2 separate regions of the Cricetulus griseus genome follow, and region 2 is linked to region 1. A link is a contact called in public Hi-C data. All regions are on one chromosome and are shown on one strand. The core of a region is the stretch at or near the end of the contact, and the rest is flanking DNA. Distances in the headings are between cores, read along the strand shown.

Region 1 (2,751 bases), core at 47-2,546:
TAAAGGTTGCCTTGGTCATGGTGTCTCCTCCTTGCAGCGACAGAACAAAAGTAGCTAAGACAGCCTCCTTCCCAGCCCCACACTGTCCTCAAATAATTCAAATTCATCTGTCATTTAAGACCCTTAATGCAATCACACATCCACACATGTCACATCCATAGATTCTATCTGTTAGGATGCTGGGCCCAACTCGACCTGCCACGCCCTGTGACAGGATCTGGGTTTAAATGCATTGTCCTCAAGGAAGCTGTCCCTGGCTTGTGGGGGGCTCCCACGGCATCTTCTCTCTCCCTCACACAGCTTGCCACAGTGCCGTGTTAACTCTAGCTTGGACAGCCGTGTGAGCCGTGTCAGGCGTGTGGTGGACACTTCCTTTCCATTTGTAGTCACAGCCCCGATCAGAGTCTGTCACCGAGTCAGAGCTCAGGAGAGCATTTGCCACACAAATGGAGGAGCAAATGAACGAACCTGCCAGGGGTCGCGGCAAGGATTTGAACTTGGGCAGCCTTTTGCAGAGCTATATTCTAAGCTGGCTTGGGCTCAGGAGCATAGAGAAGCCTCCCCTGGGAGGCACCGTCAGGTGTTGGGAGGAGATTCAACGTTTGCAGAACCAACAGTCTCAAATCCTGTGGCTTAGGACACCGTGCTTGGCGAGGATGCGTGGACGGTTTTGGCAACGCGCGTGGGCGCGAGAGCAGCTGCAGCGGGGAGGCGGAGGGCGAGCAGGGGACCCGGTGGGCACGCACAGAAAGGAAGAGAACTTCAAGGGCAGCCCTCAGGCACACCCACGGGGGAAGCTGGGAGAAGAAGATGCCAGGGAGGAAACGAGCTGTCAGAGCCCGGGGGAGAGGAGGAGACGTGGGAAAGTGCAGCGTCATGGAAACGGGAGAGGGAGCCGGTCCATCTCCTGGAAGAGGCAGCGGCAGGGGCCGGGCGGGAGGGCGGAGCAGGAGGTGGGAGGCCCAGGGCCACCTGTCCTGCCGGGAGGCCCAGGGCCACCTGTCCTGCTGGGAAGGCCTCGTCTTGACCTCTCACAGTTGAGGGCGAGCTCAGTAAACTTCACGGAGAGTTAGAAGCCGAGGGGGAGGCTGAGTGGGCGCTGCACGGCTCCAGGAGGAAATGCAAGGAGACCACACATTTCCGGATTTGGCAGAGAAGAAGAGGGATGGGGGGGGGGTGGCGCGGTGAGGACATGGGAGATGCTCGCGTGGGCTGGCAGGCGCCTGGGAAGAGCCTGGGAGGAAGCAGCCGAGAATCAGAAGGAGGGCAGGTCGTGGGCGAGCGTGCACCAGGCCGGGCAGGAGCTGGTGATGAGTCAGCATTCAGCAAACCCAGTCTCAGAGAGCCGGGAGGTGCCTGTTGGGGAGCCTGAGCCCAGCTTCCTTCCGGGGGTGGGGGTCTTAGCCCAGCTTCCTTCCTCCCAGTTCACACTGGGGTTACCTTGGGGAGGAGAGGATGCTTAGGGCTGGGGCTCAGGCTGCTGAGTGCAGATGCACCGGCGAGCCTCCTGCTAGAGTCCACTTGAAAGGCCCTTATGCCCTCTGTGCTCTGGGGGCATCTCGCAGACTCAGAACTGGACCTGGAGTCCACCACTAAGGGGCTCCACGGGGAAGCGCAATTCTCCAAAAGGTTCTAGTCCTGTCTTCGTACCCCAGGAGAGGATGCGAGCCCGCTTTGGTGTTTTGGAACTCTCTGGCATCCAAGAAGTCTATGAGCGAGCCAGCCAGCGCCCGTGGGAAGGAGGAGGAAGCGTGGTTAACAGGGCCTAGGGATGTAGCTCCGTTGGCAGTGTGCTTGCCTAGCATGGGCCAAAGCACGACTTAGGGTGTGGCGGCTCACACCTGTGGGCCGCAGCAGGCAGAGGAGGCGAGAGGAGCAGACGGTCCACGGATGGCATTCCCAGCTGCACAGCAACTATGAGGCTAGCCTGGGTTACTTCGTGAGACCTTGTCTCTAAATAAATAGATACGTGTTTAAGAAGTGGGTTTTTTTTTGTTTTGTTAGGTTTTAAAGGCCATAAGCAAGACTGAATAATGGGAAAATATGGTTGGAATGCATACACTGTGTGCGCGCCTGAAAACGTTATAACGAAGCCCGTTACTATGTATAACTAACTATGCTAACAGAACATTTTTATAAAGGAAACTACTAAGAACTACCAAAGGAACCTCTGATATAGAAAGCTAATTTTCTTATTTGTTTGTTTATTTACGGGGTGTCGTAGAAGTCCGAGGACAGCATATTACAGTACATGCTTTCCTTCCCTGGGAGTTCCGGGGGTTGAACTTGGGTCTTCATGTTTGGTGGCAAGCACCTGTATCCACTAAGCCATCTTGCCGGCCCTCTGTCTCTCTCTTACCATACACAGTTATTGCCGTGTTACAATCACAGTCTACAGGTGGCATTGTTTGATACAGGTGACAAAGGAACACATTCGAGAAAATAGCGTTGGGAAATGTGTGAGAAACTGATGCGTGACTGGGAAGTGTCTGACGTTACCACCCGGTGTCGGCCACAGTAGCCACCCTGCCCTGGGACTGGTTGGTTCCTCTCACAGTGGAAGATGCTCTGTTTTAACAGGTGATGGAAATAATAAAGAAGACAACTTGTGTTCATCCCTGGATTCTTTTTTTTTTTTTTTTTTTTAATCTTTGTGTCGGGGGCTGGAGAGGTGGTTCTGCAGTCAAGAACACTTGTTGCTCTTGTAGAGGACCTGGGTTTAGTCCTCATGTTCACAGGGTGCTCACAAAC
Region 2 (2,886 bases), core at 241-2,740, 68 kb before region 1:
CCTGAGCGGCCCGCCCCCCCCCCCCCGCCCGCCCTCCCGCTCGGCTCGCCCTCCCTGCTCGCCTCCCGCCGCCTGCCGGGGAGGGGGGGCCGCGGGCGCCGCCACCGCCAACCGCTCGCCAGTGCGCACCGGGCGGCGCCCGCCCCTTCCACCTCCCCCGAGCCGCGGTTCCCTTAGGAACCGACAGCGGGGCCGGGCTCGCTCCCGCCCCTGCCTCTGCCCCTGCCTGGCGGAGGCCGCGGCCGGGTCACCCGGGGACGAGGAGCTCCCGGGGTGCACCCTCTCGCCGCCCAGCCCGGCCTCCAGCTGCGGGAGGGAGGGAGAGAGGAGGAGCCGCCGCCGGGTCCCCGCGGAAGCCCAGCCGCCGCCGCCCTCCTCCCGGGAGCGGCTGCTCGCCCGCTCGCCCGGTGCGCTCCGCCCACCCTGCCCCCCGGGACCTCGTTCCACCCGCGTCCCCTGCGCCCCCCTCGCCGCCTCTTCCCGGCCCGGGCGAGCCGTGTTCTCCGCAGGCTCCCAGACGTGCGGCGCCCACGGGCTCCGCGGCTCCCGTCTCGACAACGCGCGCGCGCGCGCGGCCCCCGCGTCTCGCGGTCCCCGCTCCCTCGCCCAGCTGTCGGCGGGGCCCTGTCCCCCACCCCCACCCCACCCCGTGTCGGGGAGTCATCCACAGGCGTCCACCTGCCTCTCCAGCCCGGGATGGGGGGTCCCCTCCCGACGCCCGCTCGCCGGGGGTGCCATCCATCTATGCATGCATGCATCCATCCATCCATCCCCCGCGCCCCACCGCCGGCCAGACAGACAGCCGTCCCCTCCCCCCAGCCCGGGCCAGCCCAGCCGTGCGGTCCCCACCTGGCAGCGCGCGCCCACCCGCCCATCCCGCTCCCTCCCCGACGAGCAGGCGCCCGCCCCCCGGGCAGCAGACGGCTCCTGCGCTCCCGGTGCAGACGGGGGCATCTCCCGCCAGTGCCAGGTGCAGGGCGCCCCCCGGGGAGGCTGCAGCAACCCCTCCACCTCCCGCTTGCTCTCCTGCTCGCCCGGGTGTCCCCGAGACACCCTCCCCCCCTTTTCCTTGTCCCCTGGACACCCAGGCTGGCACAGGATCGCCTGCTCTGGTCCAGGTCCCCCCTCCTGCGCACATGCCCTCGATGGCCTCCCCAGACTGCAGGCAGGACACCCTGGCAAGTCCCCGCTGCTGCAGCCGGGGTCCTCAGGCGTGGCTGATGCGGGGACTCGGGCTTCGCGCCCCCCACCCACCTACCCACCCACGGCTGGCTCGGCGACCCTGGGCGGGAGGGCGAGCATCCCCAGGTGACTCACCGATGCTTGCTGGAGAGAGGCGCCGAAGTTGAGCATGGCTGGGTGGGTGGCGGGCGAGGCGCCTGCGAGCTGAGCTGCTGCCGGCTGCCTGGGCACAGACGGCGGGCGAGCGCACCGAGACTCGAGACGTCGACGCCGCCGCGCTCCGCGCCGTCTGCCCCCCTCCCCATTCAGGTAGCCGCTCTGCCTGCCCCGCGCCGCGGGGCGGGGGCGGGGGCCGGGGGCGGGGCCTGGCCCCGGCCAATCAGCGGCAAAGGTGTGTGAGGCTGCAGCCAATGGGCTCTCGGGGCCACGCGTGATCAGCGGCTGCCCGGCGGCAGGAGGCTCTGTCAGCCGAGCGTGTACACAACCCCCGGGGCGCCGCGCCCTCCCCCGGGGAACTCCCGGGACCACCTGACTCCGGGACGCCCCTCGCCCACCCCCACCCCACCCCCCCCCCGGCTTCCCGTCCCGACCGGGCGCGCCGGGGCGGCCGCCGCGCGGCGGGGACATCACAGGGGGGCGCGGTGGCGGCGGGAGGCATCCAGGCTTTGGGGAGAGCCCACGTGGGGGGTGGGGAGGGGGAGGGAAGCCCGCCCCGCCCTGTCCCCTTCGCGCCCGCCAGGGAGTGGGCGGGACCCCGGGCGAGCCGGGGAGGCGGGGGCTGCGAGCGCGGGGCTGAGCCCGGAGACTGCCTCTGGCAGGCAGCGCGGTCCTCGTGGGTCTGGCGTGGCGGGAGAGCCGCCGGGTGGATCGCACCGAGCGGGCGGGAGAGCCAGGGCGAGCCGCCGGGTGGACCGCACCGAGCGGGCGGGAGAATCAGGGCGAGCCGCCGTGGGGGAAATCGCACCGAGCCGGGTGGACCAGGGCGAGCCGCCGGCTGGACCGAACCGAGCGGCGGGAGAACCAGGGCGAGCCGCCGGTGGGGGAGGGGGCTGTCACGGAGCAGACACCTGCTCGCACTCCACGCCCACGCCCAGGCGGCTGGCGCTAGCTCGCCCTCCCATCTGCGGCACAGGCACCGGCGGGGCGTCCCCTCCCGTCCTTCCTCAGGGGCGCCCGCGGCGGGGGGGGGGGCACCCGGGAAGCTCGTCCCACAGGACTCGCGGGGTGTCCCGGTGCCCCAGACCCGAGCGCTCGGTGGCAGGGTCGAGTTTGAGCTGGGTGCCTTTAGGAGTTTAAAATAGAGCGTGCGAGCCCTTTCCGAGGCGTGTCCGGGGGTGGGGCTCTTGCCCCGGCCCCCACCCCTCCCTCCCGGGGTCGGGGGCAGGGAAGCCGCCCCGGGCAGCAGCTGGGGAGGGGGGGTACTGTGGGCTCCGGGCCCGGGGCTCCTCCTGGGCCCCCACCCCGCCCTCCTTGACCGTTGTGCGGGTTCGGGGTAGCTGTTGGAGCCGGAGGCAGCGATAGCGGGGCTTAAAGCAAACTAGAGATTTTCATCTCCTCTCCTGGGCAGGCGGCGGGGTCGTGAGAGCAAAGTCTCAGCGCGCCCCCCGCCCCGCTACCCCACACCCCCTGCGGGCTTTCTCAGCTCACGCTGCCCTTCGCCAGTCACCGCCGCGCGGGTGCCGGAGGGGAACTGTCGCAGAGGCA

The links. A called contact is a pair of places that touch in the nucleus more often than the background predicts.
Region 2: a Hi-C map of fibroblasts shows a contact between it and region 1, with 2.5 times the contacts expected there. The contact joins the promoter of Klf10 here to the enhancer-like site in region 1. A contact is called at or near these places in 3 of 8 Hi-C or Micro-C datasets (the CHK-Q cell line, the CHO-K1 cell line and fibroblasts).

What each region holds. Positions count from the first base shown.
Region 1 is chr10:13,318,681-13,321,431 of CriGri-PICRH-1.0, reverse strand. No RefSeq gene overlaps it. Among named protein-coding and RNA genes, the nearest start is that of Klf10, 68 kb to the left of the region's middle. Within about 2 kb of position 1,296, at least 3 of the 6 cell types and tissues checked have open chromatin away from gene starts, as enhancers often do. A contact at or near this core is called in fibroblasts, where this site is marked.
Region 2 is chr10:13,386,802-13,389,687 of CriGri-PICRH-1.0, reverse strand. It overlaps Klf10 (Krueppel-like factor 10), which reads right to left and starts at 1,490. Exons shown (of 4, transcript XM_027431369.2): 1 at 1,318-1,490. The coding sequence starts at 1,353.